3 separate regions of the Sus scrofa genome follow, and regions 1 and 3 are each linked to region 2. Evidence: chromatin contacts called from public HiChIP or PLAC-seq data. All regions are on one chromosome and are shown on one strand. Each heading gives the region's core, a stretch centred on a gene start, on an enhancer-like site or on the middle of the called end of the contact. The rest is flanking DNA. Distances are from core to core; before and after follow the strand shown.

What was found. HiChIP or PLAC-seq counts read pairs in DNA pulled down with a chosen protein or histone mark.
Region 1: an H3K27ac HiChIP or PLAC-seq map of alveolar macrophages shows a contact between it and region 2. The contact joins the promoter of INTS3 here to the promoter of CRTC2 in region 2. A contact is called at or near these places in 2 of 2 datasets of contacts at active chromatin or transcription factors (alveolar macrophages and skeletal muscle).
Region 3: an H3K27ac HiChIP or PLAC-seq map of alveolar macrophages shows a contact between it and region 2. The contact joins the enhancer-like site here to the promoter of CRTC2 in region 2. A contact is called at or near these places in 4 of 5 promoter capture datasets (fetal liver, fetal skeletal muscle, liver and 1 more), 11 of 47 Hi-C or Micro-C datasets (alveolar macrophages, embryonic fibroblasts, fetal liver and 6 more) and 2 of 2 datasets of contacts at active chromatin or transcription factors (alveolar macrophages and skeletal muscle).

What each region holds. Positions count from the first base shown.
Region 1 is chr4:95,942,764-95,946,599 of Sscrofa11.1, forward strand. INTS3 (integrator complex subunit 3) reads right to left here and starts at 2,042. Exons shown (of 30, transcript NM_001243322.1): 1 at 1,335-2,042. The coding sequence starts at 1,478.
Region 2 is chr4:95,732,272-95,735,693 of Sscrofa11.1, forward strand. It overlaps CRTC2 (CREB-regulated transcription coactivator 2), which reads left to right and starts at 1,958. Exons shown (of 13, transcript XM_021089801.1): 1 at 1,958-2,306. It overlaps SLC39A1 (zinc transporter ZIP1), which reads left to right. Exons shown (of 4, transcript XM_001929505.4): 4 at 1-1,553. The coding sequence ends at 591.
Region 3 is chr4:95,871,843-95,875,427 of Sscrofa11.1, forward strand. No RefSeq gene overlaps it. Among named protein-coding and RNA genes, the nearest start is that of SLC27A3, 30 kb to the right of the region's middle. Within about 2 kb of position 1,744, at least 24 of the 83 cell types and tissues checked have an H3K27ac peak or open chromatin away from gene starts, as enhancers often do. A contact at or near this core is called in alveolar macrophages, retroperitoneal adipose tissue and subcutaneous adipose tissue, where this site is marked.

The DNA of each region.
Region 1 (3,836 bases), core at 792-3,291, 210 kb after region 2:
AATACTTTGACAATGACAGCGGCCACTTCTTAAAAAAGTGGATTGATATAAAGCACCAAGCAATCCAGGCAAAAGTCTTTTGTATTTGTTTTGGGAATACATTACAGTGTTTCTCCTTTTAGAAGCACTGTTTTATGTTCCTAATTATATTGACCTTGGCTGATAAAAACAACAGCAGAAACAACCTTTGATTCATCTAAATGCACAAAGAATTACGGGGAGAAGCATGATGGGAAGCCAGGCTGTGAGTAGACATTTGCTGATGGATAATCAGCAATGTTGCTATCCAGGCATTTCTTGATTCACAAAGTGCATTTTTGCACCTAGGTTCCACCATCTTGTATCTGAACCAACATTTTTTTTTTTTTTTCAAATCTAAACTATGAATTCCACCTATCAGCCTGCCCACCCTCTAGTATCTGATAGAGAGCAGTGACAAAATCAGAAGCAGGGAAATGGCCAGTGAAGAGCCAGAGCCTATTACCTGACTCATCCTGTCCCTGGATAGCCACTGGGTTGAATGTATTAGGTCTTACAAACAGTTCAGCAATCATGTCCCACTTCTGGGTCTCTTCATGCAGAGCAATGGAAAGGGATAAGTGATCAACTCTGGGTTGTCAGACAGGGCAAGGGCCAGTGGGGGAGGGGAGGGTCAATTATTCAGTAGTCTAAAATCCTGATTCAAACCCACTCCGTCGCCTCACCCTATCCCCTTTTTCAGCAGCTATGTGTTCTCTCCTTCATGGATGTATGACCTGGTTTTGAAAGAGAGTCCCCTACGTCCTATGCCCTGCTCGCCCCACTGCTGTAGTAACTAAACACAACGCACTCTTCCTAAGTCTTCACTCATTCTAAACTCCAGTGAACATCACTGGCAATTGTGCCTACATGAAGTCAATACTATCTCACAGAAGGGTTCAATGTCTGTCTGCAAGCTTCTGTCTGCCACCACCCTCCCCCAGACCCCTATACAGACATACATTACTTCTCAACTCAATATATGACCTAAGACTGAAACAGGGTAAATATTCAGAATAGCTGTGGCCTGTATGCGGAAAAGGCTATCAAAAATAAATTCGGTAGATCTGGATGCTGCATCCCTTCCTCATCAACACCCCCCCACCCCATTTTCACACCACTGGCTGCTGTTGCTATGACAACCTGCCCAGGAAGTTGGCCCACACTTCTTCCTTCAGGACCAGGAAGTCTGGAGCAGTGTTTGTGTGGCCTTAGAAAAAACTTGAAGGCCTCCTCCCCCACCCCCACCCTATATCCGCTCCAGTATCCCTCCTCAACCCCATTTCTTAACTCCCTTCCCCACCCCCCACACCTACCTCCTCTAACTCATCCTTGGCATCCAAACTGGTAGAAAGTAGCAGCCTCCCCCCTCCTGGGGCTCCTGCTCCCGCTCCTCCTCCACCTCCCGCTGCTCCCGAAGCAGCTGCTGCTGCTGCCCCCTTTCCCTTCTGTAACTCCATGGCTGCAGCCAGGAGACGGGAAAAGGCCAGGGAGTGGATGGATGGGAAGTCCTAGAAATGAGGAATTTAGGATTGCCAGGGACAGGAGGGACAAGAGGGACAAGTGGGGGACGGGAAGGACAGGGTCCCTGGCCTCTCTACTCCTCCCTCCTCTCCGAAAGGCCGCTCCCGTGCAGGAGGCGAAGGAGGACGGGCCTCTGGGTGCTGCCTCTGGAGTGGCAGTGCTGAGGAAACGCCGTTAGCTCCTAAGTATGCTGGGGTAAGGGTCTGCACCCCTACGGAAGGGTGGGAGAGGCTTCTGTCCCTGAAGAAGTGCAAGGGGAGCCCTCTCTGGCTTCTGACCCTAAGAGAAGCAAGGAAAATCCTAAGTTTCTGCCTCAGGAGGTGGGGGAAAGAGGAGTCCTGCGCCTGAAGCAGGGAATAGGAAACCTTCCTGGCTGGTGCCCCAAGGATTGGGGAGCGAGGTTCCTTTGGATCCGGCCCCCAGGGGGTGAGGGTGAAGCAGTAAGCGCTATGGGAGGACACGGAGGACAAGCTTCTCCCTACACCACACAGAGGCGGCCATGGTGGAAGGGCGGGGGGGTGGGAAGGCTGAGGGCGACGGCGGGGGAGGGGAAGGAATCGTGGAGGCCCGCGCCGGAAGTGAGCAGACGCGGTCCCTGGCCTCCGCCAATAGCGGCTTCCGCGGTGGCGCTGACACTCGAAGGAATAGGCCGACGTCGGCCCCAGAGCCTTCTCCCCGGCTGCCAATGGTATTGAGCAAAAGAGAGACTGAGTTGATGGACAACCAGACTACCCAATAGCATTCCTTCTTTGCTCTCAGAGGGCGGGACAGAACGACTTCCCGGAGGTGGGGTGTGAGTGCGAGATGATCAGGAAGGAGAGAGGCTGCGCCTGCGTATATTGACGCGCACGCGCGGCGCCCGTCTTCGCTCTCCCTCATTCTGAAGTTGGGGTGGGTGCGGAAACCGGGGCACTAGTCCTGGGTGGCTTTGGGAAGCCCGAAACCTAGCTACGAATTGACAGTGCGGGGCCGGGGAGCGGAGCCTTGACCCTTAAGCGGTCCCAGAGCAAATGTCATCGGATAGTATGGCGCCAGCTCCTGGAGCTAAGAGTGCATCACGCAAGCAAGTGTAGGCGCTCACGCAAGTGCAGTTTTTCGCCAGAGGTTGCAAAAAAAAAAAAAAAGTGCATAGACCCACTTTGCCCACCAAATCATTAGAATCGTGCACTGATTCATTATTGGCTTCTGGAAGCTCTGTATTGTCCTGTTTTATCTGCGTTAGTGTCAGCATTTGCCCCCAGCAACCCGGCTGCAGAAGCTTGTTTCTGACATTCATTCGTCTCCCTCCCATATTCAACCACTTTTTTCTTAAAAAAGCCTCTGTGAGTTCCTTTGTGACCCAGCGAGTTAAGGGTCCAGCATTGTCAATGCAGCAGATCAGGGGTCCCTACTGTGGGTCGGGTTCAATCCCTGGCCTGGGAACTGCCACATGCCTCAGGCGTGGCACCAAAAAAAAAAAAAAAAAGGCTCTGGAATTTGTTCTTCTCTAGCCTATGTACATGTGTATATATGATACATCCCTAGGGATTTAATGGATTCCAGTCCATTCAACATCCTGCTACTTCTCTAATTATACTAAACAACCCTCTCAGATACCTTCTAAATTTCCCAAATTCTCAGTAAACTTACCCGATTCACCCCTACCTAATCAGCATAAGTCTCCCAAGACATTTTTTTAAATTCCTATGATTAGGAGTTCTCTTGTGGTGAGGCAGGTTAAGGATCCCTCGTTTTCACTGCAGCAAATCAGCTGCTGCCTGGGAACTTCCAAGAGCCACTGGGTGTGGTTTATAAATAAATAAATTCAATTCCTATAATTTAAAAAAACGTGTAATTAAAACTCACTACAAAAATTTAAACATTAGGAGTTCCGGTCGTGGCGCAGTGGTTAACGAATCCGACTAGGAACCATGAGGTTGAGGGTTCGGTCCCTGCCCTTGCTCAGTGGGTTAACGAACCGAAGTTGCCGTGAGCTGTGGTGTAGGTTGCAGACGCGGCTCGGATCCAGCGTTGCTGTGGCTCTGGCATAGGCCGGCGGCTATGGCTCCGATTAGACCCCTAGCCCGAGAATCTCCATATGCCACGGGAGCGGCCCAAGAAATACCACAAAGACAAAAGATAAATAAATAAATAAAATTTTAAAAAAATAAAAGTTTAAAAAAAATTCAAACATTAAAGAAGTGAATCTTCTTTTTCCCCTTTGACCCCATCCAATCTCATTTCTCTTGTCATCAGTGCCACTAATTTGTGTAGATCTTTCTCTACTTTTTCAAACATACATAAACACATATCCA
Region 2 (3,422 bases), core at 708-3,207:
ATCACTCTGGCTTACAAGGAGCAGTCGGGGCCACCACCTCGAGAGGAGATGAGGGCTCTGCTGGGAACAACGAATGGTGGGCCGCAGCACTGGCATGATGGATCAGGGGTCCCACAGGCAGGTGGAGCCCTGGCAGCCCCCTCAGCCCTGCGGGCCTGTGTACTGGTCTTCTCCCTGGCCCTGCATTCCGTGTTCGAGGGGCTGGCGGTGGGGCTGCAGCGAGACCGGGCTCGGGCCATGGAGTTGTGCCTGGCTTTGCTTCTCCACAAGGGTATCCTGGCAGTCAGCTTGTCCCTGAGGCTGCTGCAGAGCCACCTGCGAGCACAAGTGGTGGCTGGCTGTGGAATCCTCTTCTCATGCATGACACCTCTGGGCATTGGGCTGGGAGCAGCTCTGGCAGAGTCAGCAGGGCCTCTGCACCAGCTGGCCCAGTCTGTGCTGGAGGGCATGGCGGCTGGCACCTTTCTCTATATCACCTTCCTGGAAATCCTGCCCCAGGAGCTGGCCACTTCTGAGCAGAGAATCCTCAAGGTCATTCTGCTCCTAGCAGGCTTTGCTCTGCTCACTGGCCTGCTCTTCATCCAAGTCTAGGGGCCTCCAAGAGGGCAGGGGAGGTTAGGTTCACGTGCCCTTAACCTTCCTCTCCTCCCCCAGTGTGTGGGAAATAGGAAGGGAGATATTGAGGACCAAAGAGTCCTCTGGGAGGTAGCGATGGAGCCTTTGGAATTATTCAGTTAATAAGAAGGATGTGGGCAGACAAGAGCTTGGCTCCTAGGCTCAGGGGGACACAAGATGGTCAAGTCACTAGAGACATGATCAAGGGACAATAGTATTAGGGAAGACATTGAGTGCTAGTATCAGGGGTCAGACACTACACAGAGGACAAGCTACCACTGGGGAGGCTGGAGGTGGGCACTCAGCTGCTGTGGGAGAGGGACAGAGAGGGCATAGGCCCAGAGTAGGCAGTCCTGTTGGTTCCAGTCCATTTCAGCCCTCTGTCACTTGGAGTGGACCCTTCCTACTTTTCGTATCTATCTTCCCAGTCCCTTCTCCCAGGAGACTAGTGCCAAATGGCCTCTTTCTGCCAGTTTTGGTACCTTCTCTGGCTTCTCCAGTCCTGCTCCCTCACTCTATTTTTAAAGTGCCAAATAAATCCCCTCCCTCTTTCTCAAAGCACAGTGATGGCACTGAGCCCTGCCCAGCACCTCAGTGGAGGGGGCCTGCTTGCTCTTTGTTTTGGTCCCAGATCCCGGGGTGGGGCAGAAATGTTTGCCAACTTGGGGTGGGGGGAAAGTTTGAAGAGCAACCGCCCCCTACCGCTGCTGCACCCTAGGAATACTGAACAGGAACGTGGTGCCCCATGCCCAGATGATAAACACTGAGCTGCCAAAAAATTTTTTATACCAGAGGATCCCAAGGGGGGAGGGGAAGGCTCACCCCCAGGGTTATTTTTGGGGAGGGAGGGGCTGTGTATAGGCCATATTCTTTAGAATCTATTTTACTAACTGACTTGTTTTGGGATATATTACCCAAATAAAACATGTTTCTATACATGTGTACAGTGTCTGACTTATTTTGGGGGGGAAGGGGTGGGCACGTTGCCAGTCCGAGAGGGCCTGAGTCCCAGATGTTTAGAGCTGTTTTGATACCCCGGGTCTGTTTGCATTCAGCCCTCTCTAGTCCCCTTCCCTGAAGATGACCAAATTTTTCCTCTAGTCTCTTCCTGCTTCCCTCCCTGTCTCCACCCCTTCCCTTTCCTCCCTCTTTCCCTCCTTTTCTCCCTTTTTAATCCCTCGCCCCTTCGCGTTTGTAGGCTCTGGGCCAATTTAGAACTACTTTTCCCAGCTTGCCCTGCGCGGGGAGGAGCCGGGAGGGAGGAGCAAAGTCCCCAGTTCCCGGAGTCGATAGGACTGCTGGGAAACGGTGTCCGTTTCCTCTCCCGTACTGCGTGACAGGGATTTTGAAAGGGTCACGTAAACAAACTACAACTCCCAGCGGTCCCCGCGCGCAACAGGTCAGGGCTAGGCTGGGGCCGGGTTCGCGGTGCTAGCTGAGGCGGCGGCGGCGGCTACGGCTGGAAGAGCCGGGCCGGGGCCCGCGGCGGAGGCCGTGGCTTGTATTGGGAGGGTGGCGGGGAGGGACTGGGGAGGAAGATGGCGACGTCGGGGGCGAACGGGCCCGGCTCGGCCACGGCCTCAGCTTCCAATCCGCGCAAGTTTAGTGAGAAGATCGCGCTGCAGAAGCAGCGTCAGGCCGAGGAGACGGCGGCCTTCGAGGAGGTGATGATGGACATCGGATCCACCCGGGTAAGGGGCCGCTCCGGGGAGCGGGAGCGGAGCAGAGCAGTTACCGAGCTGGGAGCCGAGAGGCGGGGCGGGGGCGGGAGCCTCAGCGAAGGAGGCGGAACGCGGCAGGGGGCCGCGGGCGCCGCTGTCTGGGAGGTGCGGGTGGAGGGCCGAGGGGCAGGAAGACGGATTTTGCCGGAGGAGATGAAAACAGCAGAGAGGTTGGGAGTTTGGGAAAGACTAGTGACTAAGTAAGTGAAGCAGGAGTGGACAGAGAGATGAGGTGGTCCCCGCAGCCCGACAAAGGTAGGAGGTGGGGTCCTTGTGCATCCCTGATTGAGTCCTCTCGGGGACTCTACTGAAGCACCTCCGATGTTGGATTATGGGATGGGTGGATGGCCTTCTTGCCCTAATCTGGCTCCTTTAAATTGGTGACCTCCTCTAATCTGGTCTCTCTGCACTCTTGTGCTACTCTCGGTACTTTGCTATCTCCGGGAAAGGGCCTCTTGAGTGGTTTGAACGGCAGCGCTGGGTACAGTGGGGCAGGAAGTCCCCTCCTGCGTCCCGTCCCTTTGCTTCCTTTTTCAAATACTTCTTGTGGTTTCCTGACGTGAATGAAGGTGAGGTCCATTGCTCACAGACTGGTGCGTGGTATTTTGCCCTGGCCGCCTTGGAGGAGAGATAGGGCTTTGAATCTCAAAAGGGGGTAACCAGTTGGCTATAGGTTATGTGGAACCTGATGGTTTGCTGAACTTTCTAGGGAGATGGCTGTTTTGTGGGTCAGTTTTGAGGTGCCTTGGGGGGGGGTCTTCTATGTGTAGGGAACACTGATTCTTGGGAAGTTGCAGAAAGAAGGCATCCTGGCAGAGTTGCCTCTGAAGCCCCTCTGACCTCGGTTTCTTGCTTCCCAGGGCTGGATGTCAGAGAGAGTGAGGGGTGGGAGTTTGCCCAGCTGGTGTGCAGTCCTAATTTAGAGACACATTATTCTCAAAACAGCAGGTGAGGCTATTGCAGTGCTCCCTCATGGCAGGGAGATAGAAGTTAGGAGGAGATGGATGGTAGAACATACATAACACATTTCTTTTTTCTTTTTTTCTTTTTTTTTTTTTTGTCTTTTTGCCATTTCTTGGGCCGCTC
Region 3 (3,585 bases), core at 494-2,993, 140 kb after region 2:
AGGCTTGGACAAGGACTGTGGCCACTGGACAAACTCAGGGGGAGCTGGGCAGGCAATGGCAGGTGGAAGGTGCCATGAGGTCCAGCCTCTTGTCCTCTTCCTGTCCCTCTTCCCAACCAGGTTCCCTTGGGGGGATGGGGTGCCCCGGGACTCTCTCCAGCCAGCCCTGGGGGCTCACCCTGCACAAGCAGGACACCCTGAGCTGTGTGTCAGACCCGGGTGCCTGGCCAATTGGCTGCACAGACGTAGGTGCCCCAGTGCTAAACCGACACATCAGAGATCATGGGGTTCCCAGTGCCCAGGACTTGGATGCCTTCTGATGGGGCAGCTGTCTGTGGGGAGGCCAGGGGTCAGAGCTGGGGAAAGGCAAAGGGCTGGGGGCTCTGGGAAGCAGGGCAGGGTGGCTGCGCACCCAGGCAGCGCCAGCAGACTAATGGCCATGGGTGGCCTGTGGTGATGCACTCCAGCACTGCTGTTCAGTATACCTTGAGAGTCAGGTTCTGAGGCCCAGACAGGATCTCGAGTTCCTGCAGCAGCTGTGGGGATCCCACTGCGGGGTAAAAACAGCAAGTTGAGGAATCAGGAAACAGAACTCTTCCCACTGCACCCAGGCAGGGCCAACATTTTTTTAATTTTTTAAAAATAAAATGAAAGTTTCTCAAGGACTGGTATAAAGTCTTCCACATCTTTAAGGCTCCCTCAAGGCCTAGAATACTATTTCACTCATTCATCCTGCCATCATATATTGAGGGCCTACTTTGGGCCAGGCACTCCTCAGTTTGTCTCCCATAAGCTCTAGTTCAGGCTATGGACTACCTTGGCCAAAAGGGTTGTATTCCCCCTGGTCAGACTGTTCAGTGAGCTGGTCCATATAATAACCCTTCACCTTTCCCTGGCTAAACCCTTCCACAGGCATTATACTCTGAGTGCCACATGCATCATCCCCCTGAAAAGCCTGTGAGGCCAGAGCTTTTATTTCTCCAAATTTACAGATGAGAAAGCCAAGTGCCATGGAGCTTAAGTAACTTATTCAACATCAGAGGGACTAGCAGAGGTGGGACTCAAATCTGGCACTAGACAGCTGACCGCATACCCCTCCTGCCACTGTGCACTCAGAAGTCTGGGAAATTCCGTATCCTTGCTTCCTACCCAGGGTAAGGCCTGCCCCAGAGAAGTTGCTTTAGGAATGAATGGTCGGGGGCCTCAATCTCCAGCTCCTGTCCCGGCGGAAGAGTCTATGCTGACCCTGGCCCCTTTCCGACATTTAGGCAGCCCACGAACCCTCAGTTACTGGTTGATCCTCTGCTCCCAACAGGTACCTGCCTCTTCTCATTTGCCTGAAGCTCTCTGGCCATTTATTTCCCTGCTTCCACAGGCAGCAGGATGGAGGACCTGTGCCTGCCCGATAACTTGGCACTTGGCCAGGAGCCCTGATCATCATGGAAGCCTAGCATCCTGCCCTGCCCTCCTGCTCCAGATGGTTGATGGGAACAGGAAGTAGAAGGCCAGAGGAACCCCACCCAGGCTAGGCTTTTCTCGCTACTCTCAAGGAGGGGGCCCTGATTCCCCACCCTGCTTTCGGTTTTGAGGTAGTCCAGATCAGAGACACAATAGATGCCCCCTTTCCATCTTCAGTTTAACAAGCAGCCTTTGGTGAAATTCTGTCAGAGGTTTTCAAAGTCCACGTGGAGGCACCTCAATGCTTGCCCAAGATTCACTAGTTAGCTATACCGTGGGGCCCCCTAGTGGATGATTCAGGCATGCCTTCCTCTCACATCCCCATTGGCATCTGGGCTTCAGACTCTGGCATCAGTCTTACCTCAGTTTCCTGCTAGGTGCCAATTCTTCTTAGGCTCCTCTGTGACCCTTACCTTAGGCCCCAAATTCTCCCGCCCCACTTGGTCTGCATTTGGGGTCATTTTTGATGTCTCACCTCAGGTACAAAGCTATTTTCATCCTTATCCTCAGGAGGAAACGTGCAAACGTACACACATGAACATGCAAGCAACACCCCAGCATCCACTCCCAGCTAAGACACAGAAGCCCACCACTCTACACCCATCAAGGGCCCCCACTGCTCTCTGGATCAAGTCCAAATTCCTTTTCATGAAGGGCCTCACCTACCTTACCCACACCATTTCTTTGTTACCCTGAATTCTGCCCATTCTATGGAACTGCAGCATGGAACTGCCTGCATGAACCGTGCTTTTCTCATCCTTGAACTTTTGCACAAGGCAGTGCCAGGGATGCCACCCTCCCCACCTCTCTGACCTTGACCTACCTCCCTGCTCACCCTTCAACACCCAGCTTGGTATAGCTTTCTCCCAAGGCCCCTGACCACAGCCCAAGGCTGGGTTAGAGGCGTCTGCCCTGGGTTCCCACCCCACTTCCCTCTCTATTCAGTTGCAAGCTCTGGGAAGCTATCGATGCACCCAGCCTGTTCTATCTGCTTACTGCTGTATTCCCACACCCAGCACAGTCCTCATGTACGGCCAGCGTGCAAAAGTATCTGTACCATATACAACCACATCAGCCACATCCACTCCCAGTGGCACCAGCTCTCACACCCTCCTCTCTGCCCAGTGCCCATTCTGATTCCCTAGCCCTTGCTTACCCTTCAAGGTCAGCTGAGCATCCTGGCTGTGGCAGGCATTGGCCACATTTCGTGCCATACAGCAGTAAATGCCCATGTCAGCCTGGCCCACACTGGTGATGTGGAGGATGCCACCAGGCGGCAGCAGCATCACCCTGAGGATGCAGAAGTCAGGGGTCTGTGGTTGTGTGGTGGCCCACAGCCTGCCACCCCGCCACACTCCTGGCTGGTGCTCACCGGTGATGGGCAGTACTCAAAGTGGTGCCATTGTGCTCCCAGGAAATGGCAGACTCCGGCACCCCCGGATCAGGCACTGGAAGCAGGTGGCCCCACCCCCTCCACCTCGACTGACTCTGGATGTTGGTGGAAGCGTGACAGACCTAGGGCACAGGAATAACCTAAGCACCTAGAGAGCCGCCCCAGGCTCTGCCACCAACAATTCTGTCCCAGAGCCCCAGCTCCCGCTCTGTGCCCATGGCTGCCACTTCCTACTGACCACTTGCTTGCACCCTTGCAGTCTCACATCTGTGGTTTTTGTTTTGGGGTTTGTTTTTTTGTGGGTTTTTTGGTATGTATGTGTGTGGGGTTTTTTTAGGGCCCCACCTGCGGCATATGGAGGTTCCCAGGCTAGGGGTCGAATTGGAGCTGCAGCTGACAGCCTCACCACAGCCACAGCCACGTGGGATTTAATCTGCGTCTGCAACCTACACCACAGCTCACAGCAACACCAGATCCTTAACTCATTGAGTGAGGCTAGGGATCAAACCAACTTGATCTAGTTGGGTTTGTTACCACTAAGCCACGATGGGAACTCCTGTGGGTTTTTTTAAATGTCTGATTTTTGTGGGCCATAAGCATTTCGCCTTTCTCCACAAGAAACATTTTTTTTTTTTTGTCTTTTTGCTATTTCTTGGGCCACTCCCACGGCATATGGAGGTTCCCAGGCTAGGGGTCGAATCGGAGCTGTAGCCACCGGCCTACGCCAGAGCCAC